Linked DNA regions of Sus scrofa: regions 2, 3 and 4 are each linked to region 1. The links are chromatin contacts, called in public Hi-C and promoter capture Hi-C maps. All regions are on one chromosome and are shown on one strand. The core of a region is the stretch at or near the end of the contact, and the rest is flanking DNA. Distances in the headings are between cores, read along the strand shown. Region 1 holds the start of BMPR2 (bone morphogenetic protein receptor type 2). Region 2 overlaps BMPR2 (bone morphogenetic protein receptor type 2). Region 3 overlaps BMPR2 (bone morphogenetic protein receptor type 2). Region 4 holds the start of NOP58 (nucleolar protein 58).

Evidence for each region. Promoter capture Hi-C pulls out the DNA fragments that hold promoters and counts their contacts. Hi-C and Micro-C count contacts between places; a contact is called where the count stands out from the background.
Region 2: a contact with region 1 is called in a promoter capture Hi-C map of liver, with 3 times the contacts expected there. The contact joins the enhancer-like site here to the promoter of BMPR2 in region 1. A contact is called at or near these places in 2 of 5 promoter capture datasets (both in liver), 4 of 47 Hi-C or Micro-C datasets (embryonic fibroblasts, liver and skeletal muscle) and 2 of 2 datasets of contacts at active chromatin or transcription factors (alveolar macrophages and skeletal muscle).
Region 3: a contact with region 1 is called in a Hi-C map of liver, with 10 times the contacts expected there. The contact joins the enhancer-like site here to the promoter of BMPR2 in region 1. A contact is called at or near these places in 1 of 5 promoter capture datasets (liver), 3 of 47 Hi-C or Micro-C datasets (liver and skeletal muscle) and 1 of 2 datasets of contacts at active chromatin or transcription factors (alveolar macrophages).
Region 4: a contact with region 1 is called in a Hi-C map of liver, with 2.1 times the contacts expected there. The contact joins the promoter of NOP58 here to the promoter of BMPR2 in region 1. A contact is called at or near these places in 1 of 5 promoter capture datasets (liver), 12 of 47 Hi-C or Micro-C datasets (blood, embryonic fibroblasts, heart right ventricle and 4 more) and 2 of 2 datasets of contacts at active chromatin or transcription factors (alveolar macrophages and skeletal muscle).

Annotation. Positions count from the first base shown.
Region 1 is chr15:105,968,822-105,974,577 of Sscrofa11.1, reverse strand. BMPR2 (bone morphogenetic protein receptor type 2) reads right to left here and starts at 3,001. Exons shown (of 13, transcript NM_001204900.1): 1 at 2,910-3,001. The coding sequence starts at 2,985.
Region 2 is chr15:106,071,454-106,077,209 of Sscrofa11.1, reverse strand. It overlaps BMPR2 (bone morphogenetic protein receptor type 2), which reads right to left. Exons shown (of 13, transcript NM_001204900.1): 2 at 2,294-2,464; 3 at 707-877. Among named protein-coding and RNA genes, the nearest start is that of BMPR2, 100 kb to the right of the region's middle. Within about 2 kb of position 3,624, at least 2 of the 83 cell types and tissues checked have an H3K27ac peak or open chromatin away from gene starts, as enhancers often do. A contact at or near this core is called in liver, where this site is marked.
Region 3 is chr15:106,039,971-106,045,726 of Sscrofa11.1, reverse strand. The region is part of intron 1 of BMPR2 (bone morphogenetic protein receptor type 2); the gene reads right to left. Among named protein-coding and RNA genes, the nearest start is that of BMPR2, 71 kb to the right of the region's middle. Within about 2 kb of position 3,051, at least 6 of the 83 cell types and tissues checked have an H3K27ac peak or open chromatin away from gene starts, as enhancers often do. A contact at or near this core is called in alveolar macrophages and liver, where this site is marked.
Region 4 is chr15:105,891,316-105,897,071 of Sscrofa11.1, reverse strand. It overlaps NOP58 (nucleolar protein 58), which reads right to left and starts at 3,464. Exons shown (of 14, transcript XM_021075921.1): 1 at 3,202-3,464. The coding sequence starts at 3,246. LOC102166561 (a long non-coding RNA gene) reads left to right here and starts at 3,510. Exons shown (of 3, transcript XR_308179.3): 1 at 3,510-3,657; 2 at 4,489-4,577.

The DNA of each region.
Region 1 (5,756 bases), core at 1,752-4,251:
CTAGTCAAATGTAGAAAGAATCAGCCGATACTGACTAGGCAGAATCAGCTGACATCAGTGCCAGTTCCAACAGCCAAGGAGAAATGACAATGATACGATGTTAAGACCCTGAATTCCTTCAGTATCCTAGAGAACTTTCCAGTAATAGATCCCAATAATGAGGCCATTTGAAATACCAATAATGAGACACAATACTGTAAATCAACTATACTTTAATTTTAAAAAAGAACGAAAGAAATTCCATAGGCTCCCTAACCTCACAGGCCACCAAGGATGCAAGAAGGACAAGAAGGATGAAAACAAGAACTTAAGAGGAGGAAAAGAGTAGCTGAGTCTGCTCAGTGGGCTGCACATGGTGGGGCAGGATATAGGGTTAGCTATTTTATCTGTAACCACTACAACCTAAATAAAAAGCTTGGCAACTTTTTTTAAAAAAAATGTTTAAACAGAAGCTGACCTTGAAATAAGTATTACATTGTATTGTACACTTTTAGTAAAATTAAGAATTCACTTATAAATCAAAGAAGCATGTATTTTTTATATAAATTCTAATTTTTGCATACCAACTGTTCTTAGAATTAAGGAATCTAAGAACTAGAATGAGTAAGTGGGGGAAAGTGACTCAAAAGAAATAGAGGATTTAACCATGACCCTATAAAGAGATTTAATAACAGTCAGTCTTCTAGTATTATTTTCCTGTTCAGCTGCACCATTTGCACCTGTCTAGTTATATCACTGCATCTATATATCCCAAATCCACACAGGCCCTCTCTAGCCACCTTACACTTAATGAAAACGTACTAAACACTTCAACATTAGGCAAAGTTTTGCATGTTTTAGAACCACGATATCTGCATAACCAGTGCTGTACCAAGATCCAGTTAAATGTTTATGCTTCTTTTCAAAGGCTTATCTAACTCTTACTTCATGTTCCCAGTTAGAGTAAGAAGTTGTTGCCATCATTAACGTCCTAGGAAAGGGTGCAGACTGCAATTCTGGCTCCACAGTTTACTGACAGAGTGCTGAGTTATTTAAATTTTCTGTACTTTGATCTCTCTATAAAAGGAGCATAACTGAACCTAAAGAATCGTCATGAGGATCAAATGAGAAAACACACGTAAGCCTGTTAGAACAGTTGCTGGCCCATAGCAAACGTTAAACAAATACTATTATTACTACTATTATTGTTGTTATAGCTCTGAAATCCAGCTTCACAAATTTTGGCATTTGGTGCTACTAAAGAAAGAAGACAACTAAAATCACTTTTAAGCAGTGATTACTTTAATCCATCCCTTTTAGGGGCCATCATTCTAATACTTAATTTACCAAATAAAATGAAGTTTATTTTTAAGTCGATTGTACTTTCTCCCACTTTTATCAGTTCAGATAAGCTTGTCAACTAAAAATAAGAATCTATGTTCTACAAAGGTTAATAACAAAGAACACTAAAAAATCTATGCTCTGAGACTTCTGGTCTTAGAATGACTGCTTAAGCTTAAGGCCTTTTACTCTCTTCATATTTCACAGGAACCACATGGCTTACAACTAGAGAATTTAAATAACTAACGCAAAATAATCTAGAGAAAAATCATTCTTTTTTACCCCAAAAGGAATTGTGGCAGTTAAAAATATTAAAACATCAGCATCAAAATACATTCAATTCAGAAGTTCTAATTATTTTAACACAACTATAACAAACATAATAGCCACTAATCAACAATATTAAAAACACAAAAGGAGTGTTCAATTTATCTTTCAGTGTTTTCCCAATGCAGACTTTTTAAATGGAAATAAGCAAGCAATCTCCACATCTAACATAGCAGTGAGAAATTAATGTGAAAATTACACTTAAGAAAAAGTAATTGGAAAGGTGTTATGTTGTCCCTCATCCATTTTTTTCTTCATTCATTTTAAAATATATAATCTATTTGGCCATACTAAACCAAATTTAAAAATTATATGTATCACTCCCCAAAATTTCTGAAAGCAAATCACCAAAAGACTGCTTGAAAAATTAACTGCAAACGTAACATGAGATTTGCACTAAGGCGTTTGAGAATTAAAGACAAAATATCCTAAGGAAAGGATGACTACCATTTCCCTTTAAGCTTCAGCAAAATGTCAAAAGAACTTTCTTTCAGGACTCAGATCTCCTAGAAGTCTGACGTGAGGTCAATGACAGGAAAACCAACAGATGCCAGATGACTAAAAGAAAAGTTACTGAAAATACTTCTAAACCCAACAGTAATTCTAAAAGCAGATAAAATACAAGAGTCCAAGATTGAAAAGATGAAAACATAATTACTTATACCCTTCAAAATAAAATAATACCAATGATAATAACAACTAACAGTACTGTACAATGTATTAAGAATTTCACAGTTCTGGGTTCCTCAACATTTATTCAATTTATTCGGGAACGTTTTGGAATAATGAAAGTAACATGGATTCCCAGAGAGCGATCTAAATCTAAAAATAAGGTTCAAGTGTATGCTCCATAGTTTAATGTTTTTACTGTAAGCCAAATCCTCTTCTTTATATTAAAAAAAAAAAAACCCTACAGTTCTGTTTCCAAAGATCTCATAATAGACACTGTCCACTGGTGATTAAAATATTATTTTTAATCCTGGCATTACCTCACAGCTAAAAATGTCAAGATACCACACCCAATGTGTCTTTTTTCCCCCCCGCGGGTGGGAGGTGTGGGGGTGGGGAATACGAGGAGTGGGGATTCGAAACTACACGACAACATGGAAGGGTAGTTCCCTGGAAGGACTGGAAAGGCGCGCAGGTACCAGGCGATCGGGGGAAGCGTGGCGAAGGGCCGGTGCAGGCCTCGGCCTCTGCAGGCTCCCTCCCTCGCCACCCGCAGGGGAAGTGGCCGGGTCGTGCCACCCGGGGCTACTCACCGGCCGCAGCGCTGACCAGCAGGACGGTCCACAGCAGCGAGGGCACCCGCCGGGGCCACCGCAGCGACGAAGTCATCCCTGGGCCAGTCGAGAAGCAGAAGAGCAGAGAAAATAAATATGGAAAGTGAACACGGGCGGAGAAAGACGGCCGAGAAGCTAGTCCTCGCTCTCGTCGGACTTATCCAGCCCGAAAAACAATGCAGTTTGAAAGGACAAATGGCAGATGAGAGGACCGAGCTGCAGAGCTTTCATTCCGCAGCAGAAATTCCCTTCATTTCTCTCCCTCGCGGCTCGGGGAGTTCGCTCGCCTAGGAGGGGGTGCCTCGGCCCCCCAAACTGAAGGCATGTCCGTGGGGAGAAGCAGGGAGACAAGAAGAAAGCCCCGCAGTTATTTCCCTCGTAGTTTCACGATATCAAAAAAATATCCAGGTCTGGGAGAAAACATATCCAGAGTGGCGAGGGGTGGGGAGCCGGGATTCGATGGGGACGCCAAGGATCAGAACAAGTTCCCGACTGCCGGGAAGGGCAAAGCCGGGCGGGCGGCGGCGCCCGATAGCCGGAGGCGCATCGCCCGTGGCTCCGGGAGGGCAAGATTCCTTTTAAGTTTCGCTTCGGTGCTTCCTTTACTCCGATTTCGAGCACAGCAAATCCTCTTCCTCGACTGGATCGAAAAAGGTGCCTGCCTCCATGGACAAACCCACCGCCTTCACGTCTTCGCGGAACAATCCTGCGAGGGTCTGGCAGGTCCCAGCCGGAGGGCTGAGGGGCGGTGGGAAGCGGGGGAGGGGAGGGGTCTGCAGGCCGGGCCCCGAGCTCCCCAAGACAGCGGGCGGAGGGGAGGTGCGGGGAGGCTGCCCTTTCTAGCCCTCTCCGGTGTACTTCTTCCTCTCTTTTTTACTGCTGCCGCTCCATCTTGCCTGGGGTAAATTCTGCCGTGAAAGCCTCGTCTTCTATGGCTCCCGTGAGCGAATCACAACCCTCCGGAGGAAGCCGCCGCCGCCGCCGCCGCCGCCGCCTCGTTTTCCCGCAGCTCTAGGCTCCGGGCGGAGCTCAGGCGTCGCGGGCCGAGGGCGGGGGGCGGCGGGAGGGCGGATGTAGGTGGCTGGAAAGGGGGGTGGGCAGCAAGGCGGCGAGACACCCCGCGCCCCTCCGGGAAGCACTTCCAGTGGCTCCGAGCAGACCAGACACAAAGGGGGGAGTCGCCGCAGCTGCCAGTCTGCGGCGCTCCCGGTCACCGGAGTCGCCCCGCCTCCGCCTCCTCCGCCTCCGCCTCCTCCTCAGTCTCCGGCTCTTCCCGGCCCTGTCTGTCTCGGGCCTGTGGTGCAGCGCGGGCGGCGGCGGCAGCAGCGGCGGCGGCTGCGGCGGCGGCGAGACGAGGCCCGCACTGCGCCTGCGCGCCCGCGACCCCGCCCGGCCCCGCCCCTCGCTCCCGGGCTAGCAGAGGCGGACTCCGAGGCCCTAATGCTGCGTGTCTCCCCCGAGCCACCGAGGGCAGGGCGGGGCCGGCGTCCCACAATGGGCAACGGTGGCCTTTCTCCTTCACGCACATACGCGCACACGCACACAACGGTGGCCTTTCTCCTTCATACACACTCATTCACACACACACAAAACGGTGGCCTTTCTCCTTCAAACACACACATTCACACACACGCACGCACCTTCCATACGGGCACGCTTGGGATTTGTGTGCTTAAGAGAAGGCGGCCGCATCTGTAGTCCAGCGTTTGCCAAACTCTTCGAGCTCGGTGGTTTAGCCTCTGACTCCTCTGGGACTCTTGGAGTAAAGCCTTGAGGGGCAAATATACCCCCCTTTGTTTCTTGGGGCCGGAGCCTGCCTCTCCGTAGCCCAAAGAATCTGGATGGACCCGCCTTTACCCGAACCGGAGACCTCGGCCTCCTCGGTTCCCCTCACCGACTCAAAACAAAAGCCCAGAATTTAGGGGTGGAAAGACCACCCCTAAATTGATGTTTTTGCTCTAATTGGTGCCCTGCAACCCTCAAGCACCCATTACCTTAACCTTCCCTAGCTAACAGGAATATGGAATGTTTGAAAGGCTGCGAAGCCAGAAAGAACTCCTTCTTTTAAAATTCTATTCGCTATCCTGCTGTCTGCATATCTGTCTTTGCAGTGGAGTTTCCACTTCGAGGGTGGGCTTTTATTCACAAAAGCTGGGGGCCTTAGGGGGTTTTTTAGGGCATTTGAAAGGAAAATCGCGGTGTGGGGTGCCGCCTCAAGGTAAAGAGTGGGGTCGGGTCTACGCTTCGAGGAAAAGGGCAGGTATTGCTGCTCTTTCAACTGGAGAGGATCTCTTGCGGAGGTTTTTTGAATTGCAAAAGCCCAAGCAACCAAGATTCCTCCCCCGCCCTGCAGCTCGTACTCCTGGGGGATCTTGGTCGACTTGGGTGGGATTTTGCTGGGGCAAGAGGGAGAGGGTGACGTGCGTGGCGCCATGATCGGAAGTCTGGGTTTAATTCTTAGCTGCGAGGTGGAAAATCTGCGTGGGAGGGCGATCTTAGAGGTGAAGTCTAGCCTTCCCTTTTACTAAGCAGAAGGGTTATTCTGAAGGCCGGTTTTGCTGGTCTTTCATTGTGGCTAAGAGCCATTCCAAAGATAACGTTCAAAGATACACTCCTGAAGTCATACTCTTTGCTTGCTTATTCAAGTCCCCTTTTATCTGAACTTGATGTAAATAAATCTTCACATTCCTTACACTAGTTGCTGTTATCATACTAAATATCTTCTATAATTAGGGGGTTGTGGTAACACCAGCTCAGAATTCTCAGACTTTTTTTAGTGGAAATGTTTTTGTACTGTTTACCCTTCAGGCAAAGAGAAAATTTTCC
Region 2 (5,756 bases), core at 2,375-4,874, 100 kb before region 1:
TCACAGCAACACCGGATCCTTAACCCACTGAGTAAGGCCAGGGACTGAACCCATGTCCTCATGGATACTAGTCGGGTTCATTACCGCTGAGCCACAATGGTAATGCTTTTTATTCACCAAACATTATCTCTAGATATAACACCAAACCACTTCATAGAGATCTCACTCATTTTTTTTCTTATATCTGTCTAATTAGTACTCCATTACACTTGCATACCATAATGCATTTCAATCAATCTCCTATTCTTAGGCATTTAGGTAGTTTCCAATCATGTAGTTACAAAATAATACCTTAATGGATAATGTTATACATACATATTTTTACACTTACTATTGGAGGTGTAATTTTATATATATATGTATAATATACCTTCCATTGGAGGTGTGCCTTCAAAGATAAATTCCTACCAATGGGAGTGCTGGGTGAAAGAATAAGAGTATGTGTACTTTTCTTAAAAGTGCCAAATGCCCCTTCGTGGGGTTGGAAAGTACTATTTTTTGATTCAAACTTATTTGATAATATAGCAGTACCCTGGAAATCTTGATATACCTCTTTTGGATTTTAGCTATTTACTAGAGGTAGTCTTAGGATGCTGGAACTCCCCCTCTCACTTTTGCCAAACCTGAATATTTTTAGTACATTTTTATGTTGAAGAACTTTGGAGAAAGATATTATAAGGAAAAGTAAGTCACTTTTAGTACTTACTGAGTGGTGTTGTGTCTGGAGGTGGAAAATTCTCAGTAAAGTTGACATTACACAAATCTGTGCTACAGCAGCAGAAACGATATGTTCCATTCTGAATGGAGGGTGGGGTGGTAGTTACTACACATTCTTCATAGTGACACTCCTGGGGATCTCCAATGTGAGACCAACATCCTACAAATTGGATATTAATGTAAATAAGTTAGGAGTCAATACAATTAAAAAGAACTAAAAGCAAAATAACAAACTAAAAAATCAATCCAATCTGGAGGAGTTCCCATTGTGGCACAGCAGAAAAAAAATCCAACTAGTAACCACGAGGTTGCAGGTTCGATCCCTGGCCCTGCTCAGTGGGTTAAGGATCCAGCATTGCCGTGAGCTGTGGTGTAGGTTGCAGACAAGACTCAGATCGGCCTTGCTGTGGCTGTGGCACAGGCCAACGGCTACAGCTCCAATTCAATCCCTAGCCTGGGAACCTCGATATGCTACAGGTAAGGCACCCCCCCAAAAAAAGATCAAAAAAATTTATATATAATAATAACAAAGATTCAAGAACACTCTTGTACAGTGATGGAGGGAATATAAATGTACACAACTTTTTTAGAAAGTCATATGGCAATTTTTATGGTGAACCTTTATAATATTCGTGTTTTATTATCTAAAAATTCTACTTTGAGAAATCTATTCCAAGAAAATTACCAGATACAACTAAAGAATTATGTTCAAAGATTTTCACTGACCTATTACGTATTACAATGAACACCAGAAAACAACATAGTGTCCAGTAACAGAGTAACGTGTCTGTAAACTAAGATACAGGTATACAATGAACTACTGTAGAGAAGTTGAATATGTTTTCAAGGAATATTTAAAGACAGGAGAAAATATTTATAATATAAAATAGAAAAAATTGTGTATGAAATTGTTTATACAGTATTATCATAATTTGAGGGTAAAAAAGCACGCACATATAAACATAGAAGTACAAAGAAAACACACCTGAAGGGACTCTACTAAAATACTCAAAAAAAAAAAAAAAAAAAAAAGTATGGAAATGTAGGCATGAGTTTTCTATATTTTCTAAACTTCATACAATGACTTTATGCTGCTAACATTTTAATAAGATGTTATAAAAATAAACTAAAAGACCAGTTACGCTTTACAAATTTGGAGCTGGTTTGTGAATACATACATGAACACATACTTTTTAATTTACTCTCCTCCTGGATAGGGCTTTAATCTACCTCCATGCCCCCCTACTGAGATAAACTTTAATTGTATGGGAATTCCCCTGGAGGCACAGTGATAACAAACTGACTAGTATCTATGAAAACACAGGTTCAATCCCAGGCCTCGCTCAGTAGGTTAAGGATCCAATGTTGCCGTGAGCTGTGGTATAGGTTGCAGACACAGGTCGGATCCTGCGTTGCTGTGGCTGTGGTGTTGGCCGGGGGCTACAGCTTGGATTTGACCCCTAGCCTGGGAAATTCTGTATGCTGCAGTGTGGCCCTAAAAGAGACCAAAAACAAACAAACAAAAACTTCAATTGTATGAAAAACATTTATTTCAGATGAAAAAGGTATTACTTGCCTTGTTTTACCAGATTTATGTCCCCTTTTGATTTCTCCCAAAGGCCATAGCAGGTGCTACCTTTTGAGCATAATATTGTTCCATTTTCATGAGAGATTCGACTCTCACCTATTCCAAGGTCTTGCTGATATGGATCTTTAAATGCACACAGACGTTCTTGATTCTGAGAAGCTAAAACACAGGAAATAAAAGAATGACAAATTCATTTTCTGATAATCTTTGCAAAATGTTATAAGATCTTATTCTTTTTGAAAGGCTTTGTAAATTTCCCTACTAAATCCCTAACAAGGCTTGAACAAGTGTGCAATTTTGTATTTATTCAATAACTTCTATTTGTTCATTAATTAATTTTTAACTTCCAAACAAAAAGCAAACTTGAAAAATCATTTCTCAAAAGCAATACTCTCTTACACAAATTATTCTCAACACTCTTTCTCCTATTACAATTTTGGTGTCTGAATAAAAAAAAAATCATCAGAAAAACATCCATTCTCTAAATTATTAAAATTTCAAGAAAGCAAATTAACCAACCTACAGTGCTAAATAATTTTTGGAAATGCTACAGTGTTCACTTCTACCATAAACATATACCATTAGGAATGTTAATCTAAGGATGAGGACAGTGACTACAAATAAGTACATGGATTTTATCTATGGAGATGGAAATATTCTAAAATTAGATTGTGGTAATGGTTGCACAGCTTTGTAAATTTACCAAAAAAATAACTCTTCACTTAAAAGGAGTGAATTTCATGCTATATAAATTATACCTTAATAAATCTTTTTTTAAAACTAAGGTAATTAATAGTCAAAAAGAAAATGACTTTCCATTATTAAAAGTATCAATAGCCGGAAGAAGAAATGTTCAACAATCCCTTATACTGAAGGTCAACCCAATATATTTTCAACGCCAGTCAATCTTTCTCTATATACATAGTCTGACTCAATTAATCTCAGTTAGAACATTTGTCACATAATTTATCAGTTTACAAATATTAACCAACACTGCTGAGAATACCAAAGCAGTGAATGGTTACCAAAAGCAAAAGCTGATCTTTATTTGGTTTCTTCAAGTAGTTTCTTTAGTACTTTCCTGATGCATTTGACTAGGCAGAAAAGCAATCTATACTTTGCCAGTATTTTCCTCATGGGCTTCTGATTTATTTCTTCATTTTAGTATCTCTTATTCATGGCTTCAATTCATTAGCACCTTAGCACGAGATGATTTATTAAAATAATGTTTCTGAACCTACAAAACTAAGGACCAAACTCCAGAGAAGAAATGGAAGAGCCAAAAACTGTGTGTCCAAATCTGTTTAGACACACAGAACTGCCGTATTTATTATAATAGAAAGCATCTTCAAAGTATTGAGATAAGTAAATAGGGGATTCACAAGGAGTTAATACAAAGTTCTACTCCTCAAGCATCTTATAGTCTGTTTGGATACAAACAGTAATTATTAAAAAGACAAATGGAACTTTCACATTTCCAAAATTTAAACTATTTCAGGCAGTCTTCTAGAAGATGTTTACTAATATTAGCTAAACAGCCAGAAAATATAGTATTTATAAAAACAAATCTAATTCAGCCTAATGATGATTCCATCACATTTTACCACAGGTAGTCACATATTCAAATTCCTTTAATAACAAACTTGTTTGTATTATCTTGCACATTTAATACTAGTATTTCCTCGGATCTTAATTTGCAAACTTCACCAAATCATTATAAAGATTAAAATTGGAGTTCCCGTCATGACTAAGTGGTTAATGAATCCGACTAGGAACCGTGACGTTCCGGTTCGAGCCCTGGACTTGCTCAGGGGGTTAAAGGTCTGGCGTTGCTGTGAGCTGTGGTGTAGATAGCAGATGTGGCTCGAATCCCACATTGCTGTGGCTGTGGCGCGGGCAGGCGGCTACAATTCCGATTCAACCCCTGGCCTGGGAACCTCCATATGCTGCGGATGTGGCCCTAGCAAAGACGAAAATACAAAAAAAAAAAAAAAAAAATTAGTTCAGGAGTTTCCATTGTGGCACAGGGGAAACAAATCTGACTAGTATCCGTGAGGATGAAGGTTTGATCCCTGGCCTTGCTCAGTGGGCTGGGGATCTGACATTGCTGTGGCTGTGGTGTAGGCCAGCAGCTGTAGCTCAGATTCGACTCCTAGCCGGGGAACTTCCATATGCTATGGGTGTGGCCCTAAAAAGAAAAAAAAAAAAAAAAAGAAAAGAAAAAAAAAGTTCAGCCTACTTTTTAGGAATTATTTTGTGACAGTGTCATCAAGATAAGCTATTATACTTAGCTATTTTAAACGTAACTCTTTCAAATTAAGATGCAGCAAATTCCTTTACAATGTAAAGGTGTTCTTGCAAGATTTGTAACTAACCTGCCCTTGGGTCAAATAAAAAAAAAAATGCCATTTCTTAAAACAGTGCTTGTAGTTTTTTAAATGCTATTTGTTGGAATGTCTCAGCAAAATCTCTGTGTAAAGTTTTGGATTCTTCAAAAACAATGTAGGAAAAGTAGGGGTGAAACAGAGTACCATGACAAACGGTACAGCATAGCATTATACTGTCACATATAGAGACCTGATCATTTACATAGTTTTCTATATTTGTCAACAGATATAAGAATTTTGATCAGTCAAGTATGGTCAATTAGCTCTTTTAAGGGATTAAAGTTAGCTCTCATCATTTTAAACACATGATATTTTGTTATAATAAGCACTAAAACAATTCTGATTAACATAACTACGTTGAACTGCAAATAGTCTCACCCAAACTGCTGACAGAGGCATCTTCATAAAAGACAGAGCTGATAACGCTTAAAATTTGTTAGTTCTCTCATGTTCCTAGAATTAAATTCAAACTCTTCAGTTAGCATACAAGATCCTTCATAATCAAGACCCAACAGGGCCATGATCCCTTTTGTCAGCCCTAGGAACTTCTGTTTTCATGGGCCCCTTCCTCCATTAAAAAAATACTAAAAATTATACTTTATAACACCATGGGGATAATAATAATACATTAATACTAGATGTTAAAACACTTTCTTCAACTTCAAAGTTTATTTTTCTACTTCTGATTTTATAACAAATTAAAACATATTCATGGGCCTCTAGAAGTACTTTGGGCCCTGGGCTCTGTGCCTACTGTGCCCAATGGGTAATTCAGCCCTGGGACCCAAAGGACCTCTTACCATTCATCCCACTTCTCCATTCTCTAGTTTCCACCACACTAATATGTGAAGGCCTTTCCTGAACTTTAAACATGATGTACCCAATATCCAAAATGCCATTTTTCATGCTCTTCAGTTAACTCTGGAGATGGTTAAATGATGTTCTGCACTCCCAAATCTCTTAACTCATTATCTATTTCAGCATTATATAGCACTGTATTTTATTTGCTCATATGCCTATCTCCCTGACCATGCGAGAGGCTCACTTCACTTGTTCCTAGAGGA
Region 3 (5,756 bases), core at 1,802-4,301, 71 kb before region 1:
ACTCTTTATATCTGTACTATCCAATATAATTTTCTGAAATATTTTATAATCTATACTGTCCAACACAGCAGCCACTACCTATACACAACTATTAAGTACTTAAAATATGGCTAATATGACAGAGTATTTTTTTATTTTATTTTAATTCATTTAAATGTAAATTTTTTTGGCTGCACTTGCAGAATGCAAAAACTCCTGGGCAGGGATCAAACCCACACCACAGTAGCGACCCAAGCCACTGCAGTGACAACACTGGATCCCTAACCCACTACCCACAAGAAGGGAGCTCCCATTTAAATTTAAATAGGCACTGCTGGAGTTCCTGTTGTGGCGCAGTGGTTAACGAATCTGACTAGGAACCATGAGGTTGTGGGTTCAGTCCCTATCCTTGCTCAGTGGGTTAAGGATCCGGCGTTGCCATGAACTGTGGTGTAGGTTGCAGACATGGCTCAGATCCCGCATTGCTGTGGCTCTGGCGTAGGCCAGTGGCTACAGCTCTGATTCGACCCCTAGCCTGGGAACCTCTATATGCCATAGGAGCGGCCAAAGAAATAGCAAAAAAAAAAAAAGACAAAATAAAAAATAAATAAATAAATAGGCACTGCTATGGACTTGAATTGTGTCCCCTCAAAATTCATATGCTGAAGCCCTAACCCACAAAGTTGTGTGTACAAAGGGGGACTTTGGGAAGTAATCTGGTTTGGCTGGGGTCATGAGGTCATGAGGTCATGAGGTCATGAGGGTGGGATACCTGATGATAGGATTAGTGCCTTTATAAGAAAAGAAACCAGAGAGTTTGTTTCCTCTCTTCCCCCACTCACCACCCCCATCTCTGCCATATAGGACACAACCAGAAGGTGGCTGTCTGCAAACCAGAAGAGAGCCCTTACTGGGGAAAGGAATGAGCCAAGACCTTGAACTCCGACTTTGTAGCCTTCAGAACTGTGAGAAAAAATTCCTGTAATATAAGCTATTCAATCTATGGTATTTTATATGGCAGCTTAAGTACTTTGTGTAAGAGACACTATGTCTAAACAAAAATAGTTGAGATTACGCTCACTTTCTTGTTTTATTCTCTAAAACACGACTGTAAACTTAATAACAACCCTGCTCCTCCAAAAGTGACTTTCCTTTCCTAGCCTCCAAGCAAGCTACTGGGTTACAAAAGGTCATCAGTATTACATATCAGACCTCCTGCCAAACTGATTTCCTACAAATAAACTTTTCTTACATAAATAAAAGTTTTCAACATTAGTATTCCAGCAGTATCTTGATAAATTTAACTTATTCAGAAATAAATAAGAAAATTAAATGAGTAGTCAGCTCAGTCTTACTCCAAAATTCTGCTCACCTTTCGATTTTCATCCCTTACTAAAACTTATGGTTAAAAGTAATCAATAGAATTAAAGATGGCAAGCAGAATTTCTGAAAATGAGGAGACTATTAATGCACTTATTCAAAAAACCTGACTATAGTATAAAACGCACTGAGATCCACATTCTGACCCATATCATTTTCCAAAATCTTTAAGATCATGTATAAGGACCTGTATGATCTAGAAATACAAATCCTTCCAGCTTCATCCAGACAGCAACCATACAGTATCATTCTCTTCACCTGAGAGCACTCATGCATTCTATTCCCTTTACATGGAATGCCTCATTTACTTAACCTCTGTTCATCTTAACATTTCTTTTTTTTTTGGGGGGGGTCTTTTTAGGGCCGCACCCACAGCACATGGAGGTTCCCAGGCTGGGGGTTGAATCAGAGCTGTAGCTGCTGGCCCACACCAGAGCCAGAGCAACATGGGATCCAAGCCACATCTGCGACCTACACCACAGCTCACGGCAACGCTGAATCCTTAATCCCACTGAACGAGGCCAGGGATCAAACCCGAATCCTCATGGATGCTAGTCAGGTTGGTTAACTGCTGAGCCAAGATGGGAGCTCCTTAACATTTCTTCTTCAAAGAAACTCTCCCTAATCACCCCCAGACCAGGGAGAAAGGGAACCCCTATCATACTCCAAAGCATTCTAAACTTCACATAATCTCCACAACTTATTATTAGCTATATGTGCCTTATTCATCAAATTGTAAGCTCTAAATAAGAGCAGAGGTTGAGTTCTTGTTCACCACTGTGTCTTCAGCATGGCATTATATCTAGCATTCAATATGTTTACTGATTACATGATGTTCCCTTATTTTTTGCCAAGAAGAAAAAATATTACAAAAATGAAAAAAGTGGGGTGCTCCAGCAAAATGAAACTGTATGTCCATGCAGAAATTAGAGCAGCTTTATTTACAAATGCCCCCCAAATGGAAACTATCCAAGTGTCCATAAATTTGTAGGCAGATCAACAAAATGTAATATATCCATATAAACATTACTGAGCAGTAAAAGGAATAAACTACTGACACATGCAATAATACGGTTAAATCTCAATATTACTGTGTTGAGTGACAGACACTACACATGAGAACATATCATATGATTCCATTTATGTGAAATCCTAGAAAATAAAAGTAATCTAAAGTAAATCAGTGATTGCCTGGTGCTAGGGACAGAGGGAAAACCAGACTACAAAGGAGCACAAGGGGAGTTCCTGTCATGGCGCAACAGAAACGAATCTGACTAGGAACCATGAGGTTGCAGATTTCATCCCTGGCATTGCTCAGTGGGTAAAGGATCCAGCGTTGCTGTGGCTGTGGCGTAGGCTGGTGGCTACAGGTCCAATTAGACCCCCAACGTGGGAACCTCCACATGCCGAGGGTGAGGTCCTAAAAAGACAAAGAAAACAAAAAAACAAACAAAAAAGGAGCATAAGGAATCTATGGTGAATGATGAAAATGTTTTGTATACTCATTGTGGTGGAGGAGTTTCACAGCATATACAATTATAAAAATTCATTAAGTTACACAGTTTAGGCAAGCACCTGCAATTTATACCGCAACTAAGTACATTTTCAAAAAGGCAGGAATACAGTATAAAACTGAACAGAAACAGGACAACACAGTTCAGAGGAATTGTTCATACATGTTGTGAAATGATACATACAAATGTTTTCCCGAGTCACAGAATCTTATGCCTAATTTATAATCCTCTTACAAGCTGGTTCTATGAATGAATATAAATTTTTCCTCAGCTCTGTTAGCAGGAATTTTTTTAAGACCTACACTGCCTATCTAAACAATCCAAGTCACATAACATCCATTTTTCAGTAGCTGTAATATATTTATCTATACTGGAAAAGTCTAAATGCCTTATCTTTACCCTGGAACAAAGTTCAGGGACTAGTTCTGGGTATGCTTGTGTGTTTGGCTTCTGTTTATCTAAGTGTCAAAATGAACTATCTAAAATAAACAACACAGGAACCTTGCAGTAATGGGGCAAAAAACTGAAAAACTGAAGCAACAGTATCCCATTCCTAGAACACAAATTTCTCAGGACAAACATAACTGGATTTCAGGGTACTACTGCAAAAAGAGAGTATCTTAACCTACCTAACAGAAATGTTCCTATAAAATCTGGTGTAAACTCAAATTTCTAAATTCAATTATAATAACTCAAGTAACTGAGACTTCTCTGTTGGCCTAGTGGTTAAGGATTCAGTGATGTCACTACTGTGGCTCAGGTCTGATTTCTGGCCTGGGAACTTCTTCATGCCTACACCCCGCCCCCCCAAAATCAAGTAAGAAAGTTACTTATTTTTCCAATCCTTTTAAGAATTAAATAATTACTTCTTAATTTACATATTTACATATCCAAATTACAACAGATTAAACTGTCATCCTGCTGAGCATTCCCAAAATGTCAAAGAGAGAGAAGAGTTGGAAGACAACAATCTTCATAAGGTGCCTCCTTACAATGTTACTGAATTTAATACCATGTTGGGAATCCCTGAAACTACCCTGCAGTTCTGTGATTCACTGGGAGGACTCACAAGACTCAGCACATCATCATACTTACGGCTATAATTTACTACAGCAAAATAATATAGAACCAAAACCAACAAAGGGAAAAGCTATTGTGAGGTGATGTCCAGAGGAAACCAGATACATGCTTCCAAGAGTCTTCTCCTCATGGAGTCAGAAAGAATGCACTAAATTCCTCCAGTACTGAATTGTGACAACACAGATTAAATGCCTACCCAAGGAAACTCATTAGAGACTCAGTGTCCGAAGTTGTTTCTAAGGTCACAGAAGAACCCTCTGCCTAGCACACACCAAAATTTCATACTCCTATCAGAAAAGGAGGTGCACAACATAAACCGTATTGTTTGTACAAATAGATTAAGCATAGTAAACCACTTTATCAGTTGAGAAATGGTGGGAACATTCCCAGAATGCAATTTTTCTCAGATGCTGGCAAGGACCAATCTTGTAAGCAGATCTTTCTAAGGACAGCAAGTCTGCTATGTTAACTCTTTATCTGCATAGATACTTAAAGAGAAAGGAAATTGAAGGCTGATTAAAACACACACACTCTGGAGTTCTCATCGTGGCTCAGCGGTTAATGAACCCAACTAGTGTCCATGAGGATGTGGGTTCAATCCCTGGCCTCACTCAGTGGGTTAAGGATCCGGTGTTGCCATGAACTGTCATGTAGGCCAGCAGCTACAGCTCCAATTCGACCCCTAACCTGGTAACTTCCATATGCCATGTGTGTGGCCCTAAAAAGACAAAAAAACCCCACAAAAACCCACACACTTTGAGTACTGGTTGCCAGGCTGATCAGCTCTCTGAATGGACATGGGCCTTGGGCACTGTGCTGCCAGGTCCACCAGCTATCTGACTGGACTTGAGCCTGAGGCACCAGATCACTAGTTGAAATGATTTCTTGGTTAAACATGACTGAGGCGATATACTATGTAACTTTAAAGGTAAATCATATAATATCTCAGATTTTCTGTCTCTATCAAAATCAAAAAGCATGCAAATAAATCACAGCTTTATCAGTACTGTAATGATTACCAGTTTTATCACAATTACTTATTGATGTTTCAATGCTGTAGCAGCAGTAGTGGCCAAAGGAGAAAAACAAAAACAAAAACCAAGTAGTTTCTCCATCCACAAAGGGTATCCAACTGACTGAGGGGAAGGGGGGGGGGACATAAAATGCCCCCACGTCCCCACATACTCTATAACAACAATAATCCTAGACTGAGAAAAATGCCTCCAGTAATCTGAACTCTCAAACAGCAATGAGGTGTTACTCGCCCCTAATTCACAGGAAAAGTAAACCATAGAAAAGCATACAAACCAGGCCCAAGCCTCCAAGAGACCTATATATCCTGCGGCCTAGTAGACACTGACTCCACTCTCCACATACTTATACTCTAATGATGAAAATTTAAAAAGTCACAAAATGGTAAACAAATAAATATATATAAATCTCCTAGGAGGCTCTGAATGACCCAGCTTTTCCTCCCATGTTGTAATCCATAGTCATTCTCAGTAGTGACTCTTTCAAGACTAAATTTTAGAATATCCTAAAAATATTCTCTATCTACATAATTCACCACAGCTTTCCTCAAGAGCAACTTGGTATTTTACATAAAAATTGTAAATATGGATGCTCTTAAGACCCCAAATTTCACATTTTTATGCTAAAGAAATAAAGAGCCAACACATAAATATGCATCAACGAACTTACTGGAGGAATGTTTATAACAGTAAAAACCGGAAACAATCAGCTCTCTACTGATAAATATTTAGGTTATCAAAATCATTGCATATTTAAAAATAAAATACTATG
Region 4 (5,756 bases), core at 2,215-4,714, 78 kb after region 1:
GGGTCATGATATAAAATGTATTCCTTATTGCAAACTGAGTTTGGAAAATTTTTTTTCTTTTTTAAATCACCACACCTGAGGCATATAGAAGTTTCTGGCCTGGGGACTGAACCTGAGCTGCAGTAAGATTTTTTTTTTTCCATTTTTTTTTTTTTTTCCTTTTTAGGGCCGAACCCAAGGCATATGGAGGTTCCCAGGCTAGGGGTCGAACCGGAGCTGTAGCCACTCGCCTACCAGAGCCACAGCAACGCCAGATCCAAGCTGCATCTGCGACCTACACCACAGCTCGCAGCAATGCTGGATCCTTAACCTACTGAGCGAGGCCAGGGATCAAACCCAAAACCTCATGGTTCCTAGTTGGATTCATTTCCACTGCGCCACAATGAGAACTCCTTCAGTAAGATTCTTAACCCACTGCCACAAGGGGAATTCCTGAAGAAAACTTTCTTAGAGCATTCTATTCAAGCATGAATTTTATGCAGTCCATATAAATTTATACCCCAGCTTTGAAAGATTAAGGGGACCGGAGCTAATAACCATGTACTGAACATCTACACACATGTTTCAGAGAATATTCACACCTTTAAGGTGTACAATTTACTTTTAGTAATTCTTTCAAACTTGTTCAACTTATTTTAGAATATTCTGTATGTCAATTTTATTCAGAAAGAATCAATAACTGCTACTGTAGTTCCCACCATAGCCCAGTGGGTTAAGAATCTGACTGCAAAGACTTGGGTTGCTGTGGAGGTGCAGGGTTCCATCCCCAGCTTGGTGCAGTGGGTTAAAGGATCTCACTTTGCTGTGTCGTAGATTGCAGCAGTGTTTCGGGCTCAATCCCTGGCCCAAGAACTTCCATATGCTGCCAGTGCAGCCATGAAATAAAAAAATAACTGCTACTAATTCCAAGTATTTATAAATGAAACAATATTTCAGAATATTCACAAGCCTTTGGTTATTTCTCAATTAGGTTACATAAAAAATAAATTACAATTTGACAATTTTCAATAGTAATTTAAGTAAAATCAAAAACTGCAATAGAAGGAGTTCCCATTGTGAATCAGTAGTAACAAACCTAATTAGTATCCATGAGGACTAGTTTCAATCCCTGGCCCTGCTCAGTGGATTAAGGATCCGGTCTTGCCAAGAGCTGCGGTTCAGGTTGCAGACTCGTCTGGGATCCCACGTTGCTATGGCTGTGGCTCCAACTCACCCCCCCTAGCCTGGGAACTTCCATATACTTCGGGTGTGGCCCTTAAAAAAGCACAAAAAAAGGAAAACAAAACAAAACAAAACAAAACACTGCAACAGAATACCCAGGACTTATTTTTACGGAGGATACTCTATATTAATAGAAATCAGTAGTAATTCCTCATATGACTTTATACTTTATGACCCAGGGTCTAGAAACCACACAGTTGCTAAGCCAGTTCCTTCCCACCGTTGGATTCAAGCAGTGGAGAGTGCATTTACACCTCCCCCGCCCCTTAGCATCCAGTTAAGGATGTTTGTTGTAACATCGATTTAGATGAAACTCATCCAGACACCCACACACTATAATGGCTATGAGAATTTGGGGGGCATGAGCAAAATGCTGAGACCTTGGAGAAGATTGCAAAAAGATGGGGAAAAGCCTAAAGGACCTATTCCTGGGCTCTATGGACCTTTAAAGTCCCTTAAAATTGCTAATAATGCATTCAGACAAATCTAATGAGAGGAAAGATAAGAAATATCAGCTTTTGGTTTTAAATTATCTTACTGTTTTTTTTCCCACTTTTTTTGGCTGCAGCATGCAATGGATTAGTATGGAATCTCAGTTCCTAGAGCAGGCGCTGAACCAGACCACAGCGGGAAGCTCCAAATCCTAACCACTAGGTCACAAGGGAACTCCTTTATTGGTTTTCTTAAAACAAGTACTTAATGTAATATGCAAATGGTATTTTCAAATGCCAAAGAGAAACTTGGAAAATAAAATGAAAAACTGCACCAAATCGACGTTTTGGTACCATTCCACACTCTCTGCACCCATATCAGTTTTTTTGATTGATGCCTAGAATCATACCATATTTTATCTAGCATTTTTTACCTTGTCAGTACATATGAAAAATATGCTTTTCATTACTATGTTTGTAGAGCACCAGGATACCACTCAATTTACCTCATTCTCTTAACATCTCAATGGCACCCTACTAAACGATAGTCACATTGTTCAATTATTTATTCAATTATTTCCTTGCTGATGAAGTCAATTTTATTTGTTTATTTATTTATGGTCTTTTAGGGCCGCAATCGTGGCATATGGAGGTTCCCAGGCTAGGGGTCCAATTGGAACTGTGGCAGCTGACCTACACCACAGTTTACTGCAACGAGGGATCCTTAACCCACTAAGTGAGGTCAGGGATCGAACCCACATCCTCATGGATCCTAAGTCGGGCCAAGACGGGAACTCCTTGATGAAGTTAATTTTAAACTTTCCCAATTAAAATAAGCAAAACTCAAATTTTCAGCTCAGATTTCTCCCCTGGGCTTCAAACTTGAAATGACCACTGCATTTCCATGTCTAACAGACATCAAACGCTGAAAACGGCCCAAAATGTAACACTTTAGTAACCCTCCCAGATCCCTAAATCTTCTCCCTACCACCACACCCACTTAAACCCCAAACTCACATTCTTTTATCCCTCAGCCAATCCCATCAGTTCTACCTTCTAATTTTCTCCCAATACTTCTTTCCACCCACACAAACCTTAATCCAAGTAACTTCATCTTGTCTAGATTAACGCAAAAATATCCTTGCTTCCTTTCTTGCACCCCGTCCCGCCAATCCACTTCACACACAGCAAAGCAACTTCATTAATAAAGTTAAATCAGTTTACTCCTCCGTTAAAGTCTCCCAATTACTCCTCAAATCACTCAACAAAATCCAAACTCTTTATCATAACCTGTAAAATTCTAATACGGCACCTGCCCACCTCTCTAACTGGGCCAAATCCCCTTACAGAACCGGGAGGCCCAAACAACGCCGCCACGTGTTCACCGAAATAGGCGCCTTCCAGGCCCAAACCTTCCAGGCCCTTCCTTTCGGACCAGGGGGGCAGAAAAGCACCCACGAGAACATGAGCGCTGTCGTCCTCCCCTTAGGTCTTTCCCTCTCCTCCCCTGCCCAACACCCGCCATCCCCCTCCAATGGCTCCCACCTACCTTAAAGATGGCGTAGCCGACGGACGTTTCAAACAGCACCAACATGGTGAAGCCGGGTCAGGGCGCCGAGTGGCGTGACACGAGATCTTAAACCAGTGAAAAAAAGACCAAATTTGTAGGCCCTCAAGGCCCGCAAGGCCGCGGCTGGCCAAGCACTTGGGCGCACGCCGTCCGGCAAAGAGCCAGACCACGTTGCAAAAACGTTCCACACCTGACTACATGCAGAAAGCGTCCCGGCGCTTCTCCTTCCCCAAGGCTTCTGGGACGTGACTTCACTTCCGACAGATGACGCGCAGCAGAGTCGCCCTGGCTTCCGTTTTGTTCCCGCCACAAAGGACCGTAAAAATATCGCGAGATTTCGTAGAGCGCAACCGCGGTTTTATTTGCTCAAGCTCAGAAAAATCTGAAAGGGAAAACTGTCCTGCTTTGGAGAATGGTGGTGGCTACGGGTTACGGGTACGGTCTTGTTCACTGCTGTGGCTTGGGTCGCCGCTGTAACGCATGTTCGATCCCTGGCTTGGGAAATTCCACCTGCTGTAGGTCTGCCAAAAAAAGAAATTAAAAACAAAAATAAACAAAACCTTCAGGGAGTTCCTCTTGGGGCTCAGCAGGTTAAGAACATAACTAGCATCCATGAAGCGGCAGTTCGATCCCTGGCCTTGCTCAGTGGGTTAAGGAGCCAGCATTGCGGCAAGCTGGGGGCTTGTAGGTTGCAGATGCAGCTGGGATCCCATGATGCAGTGGCTAGGCTGGTAGCTGCAGCTCCGTTTCAACGCCTAGCCTGGGAACTTGTGAGGCAGAATAATAATTCCAATAGTTAGTGTAGGAACACGGGCTTCCATATATTCCCTGATTAATGTCCACGGTTTTAAATTTGTAAAAACAAATCAAGATAAACAGCCCTTGCTTGTTGGAAGATTAACTACTGAAAGTACATCTGTGGACATTAACCTCTGATCTACACATTTGGCTGCTAGAAAAGGAATGTAAAGAATGGCAACTCTAAGTCTAAGGGAAAGAAGAACAAAAGGACCATAAAGCCTATGGAGTATATCCTGACTCTAAGCCCCTATTGGACAAGGCCCAGTATAGGTGCTGGGCAAGGCCAACAGGGAGCAGGACTGATAGCAGGACCCCATGTTGGTACCCCTGTCTTTAAGAGATAACACCTCCTTAGAAAGTTAGTGTGTGGGAAATCTTCCTCTCCCTCGCAGTGTCTGTGCTGGGAGCTATCTGCCTTTCTCTAATAAAGACTTTTGCTTTCTTGCTGCCTGTGTGTTCACAAAGTTCATTCTTCAGCTCCGTGAACAAGAACTGGGATTCCGGTAACATCTTTCCGGGGCCTGTCCAAGATCTGATACACCAGCACTCATAAGGTAAGCAAGCTTGTGATTTTGCTTTCTACTTTGTTCAGTTCCTATTTGCCTCTTGAAAGGAGAATGAATGTGTGTGCCTGAGACGTGTCATGGACACAAAGCCAGTGTGGAGTCCTGATCCAAGTTTCCATTTAAGCCCCTGAGTGACCTCATATGGCTATAAGGCAGACCTTCTGAGCCCAGTCAGACCAGGAGTCCCAGTCGGGGGTTTACATGGACTTGCCATATGCTGAGAGGCACCAAACGGGATGTCCCACGAGGGAGACGGCCAAAGACGGCTGAAGCAAGTCACAAGGCAAACTTTACAACGTGGCCTTCCCCTTCTCCCACCCTGGGTACTCCTCCCTCTATATACTCTAGCCTTTGTAAAGCATTTTGGAAACCACAAGTTACTTTATTCCTGAGGATTAGCAATTTTCAAAAGACCTGTCATAAACAAAAATACTGTTTTTGAGACTTTTTTTTTTTTTTCGTCTTTTTGCTATTTCTTTGGGCCGCTCTCACGGCATATGGAGTTCCCAGGCTAGGGGTCTAATCGGAGCTGTAGCCACCGGCCTACGCCAGAGCCATAGCAACACGGGATCTGAGCCACGTCTGCGACCTACACCACAGCTCACGGCAACGCCAGATTGTTAACCCACTGAGCAAGGGCAGGGACCGAACCCGCAACCTCATGGTTCCTAGTCGGATTCGTTAACCAATGCGCCATGATGGGAACTCCTGTTTTTGTGACTTCTTAAAAGGTGAGGGAGGGTTTAAAGTAGCCGTCCCTACCCCCTTACGAGACTCACCTCCATCTTCCCTATTTTTTACAGCATATCAGGAAGCAGCATATCACAGTGAGCAATGTTAGCTGAGTGGCCAGAGTCCAGTTTTTAATGGAAATCCATCTTTTAGTGGCATCCCTAAGAGGACAAGACACAGGGAGGCCCCTTACACTGTGGGAAGAAGATCTAAGGGCTATATGGATAAAGGTCCTCATAATCCAGTTTTATAAGCTTAGAGAATACCCCTTAAATTACAAGTCCATCCCATTGTAAAGCAGATTTGAGAAAATTTACTGACGATCCACATAGATACACAGAGGTCTTTCAGGGTCTCACGCAATCTTTCAAGTTGACCCGGAGGGACATCATGTTATTGCTGAACCAGACATTGACTACAAATGAAAAGAATAAA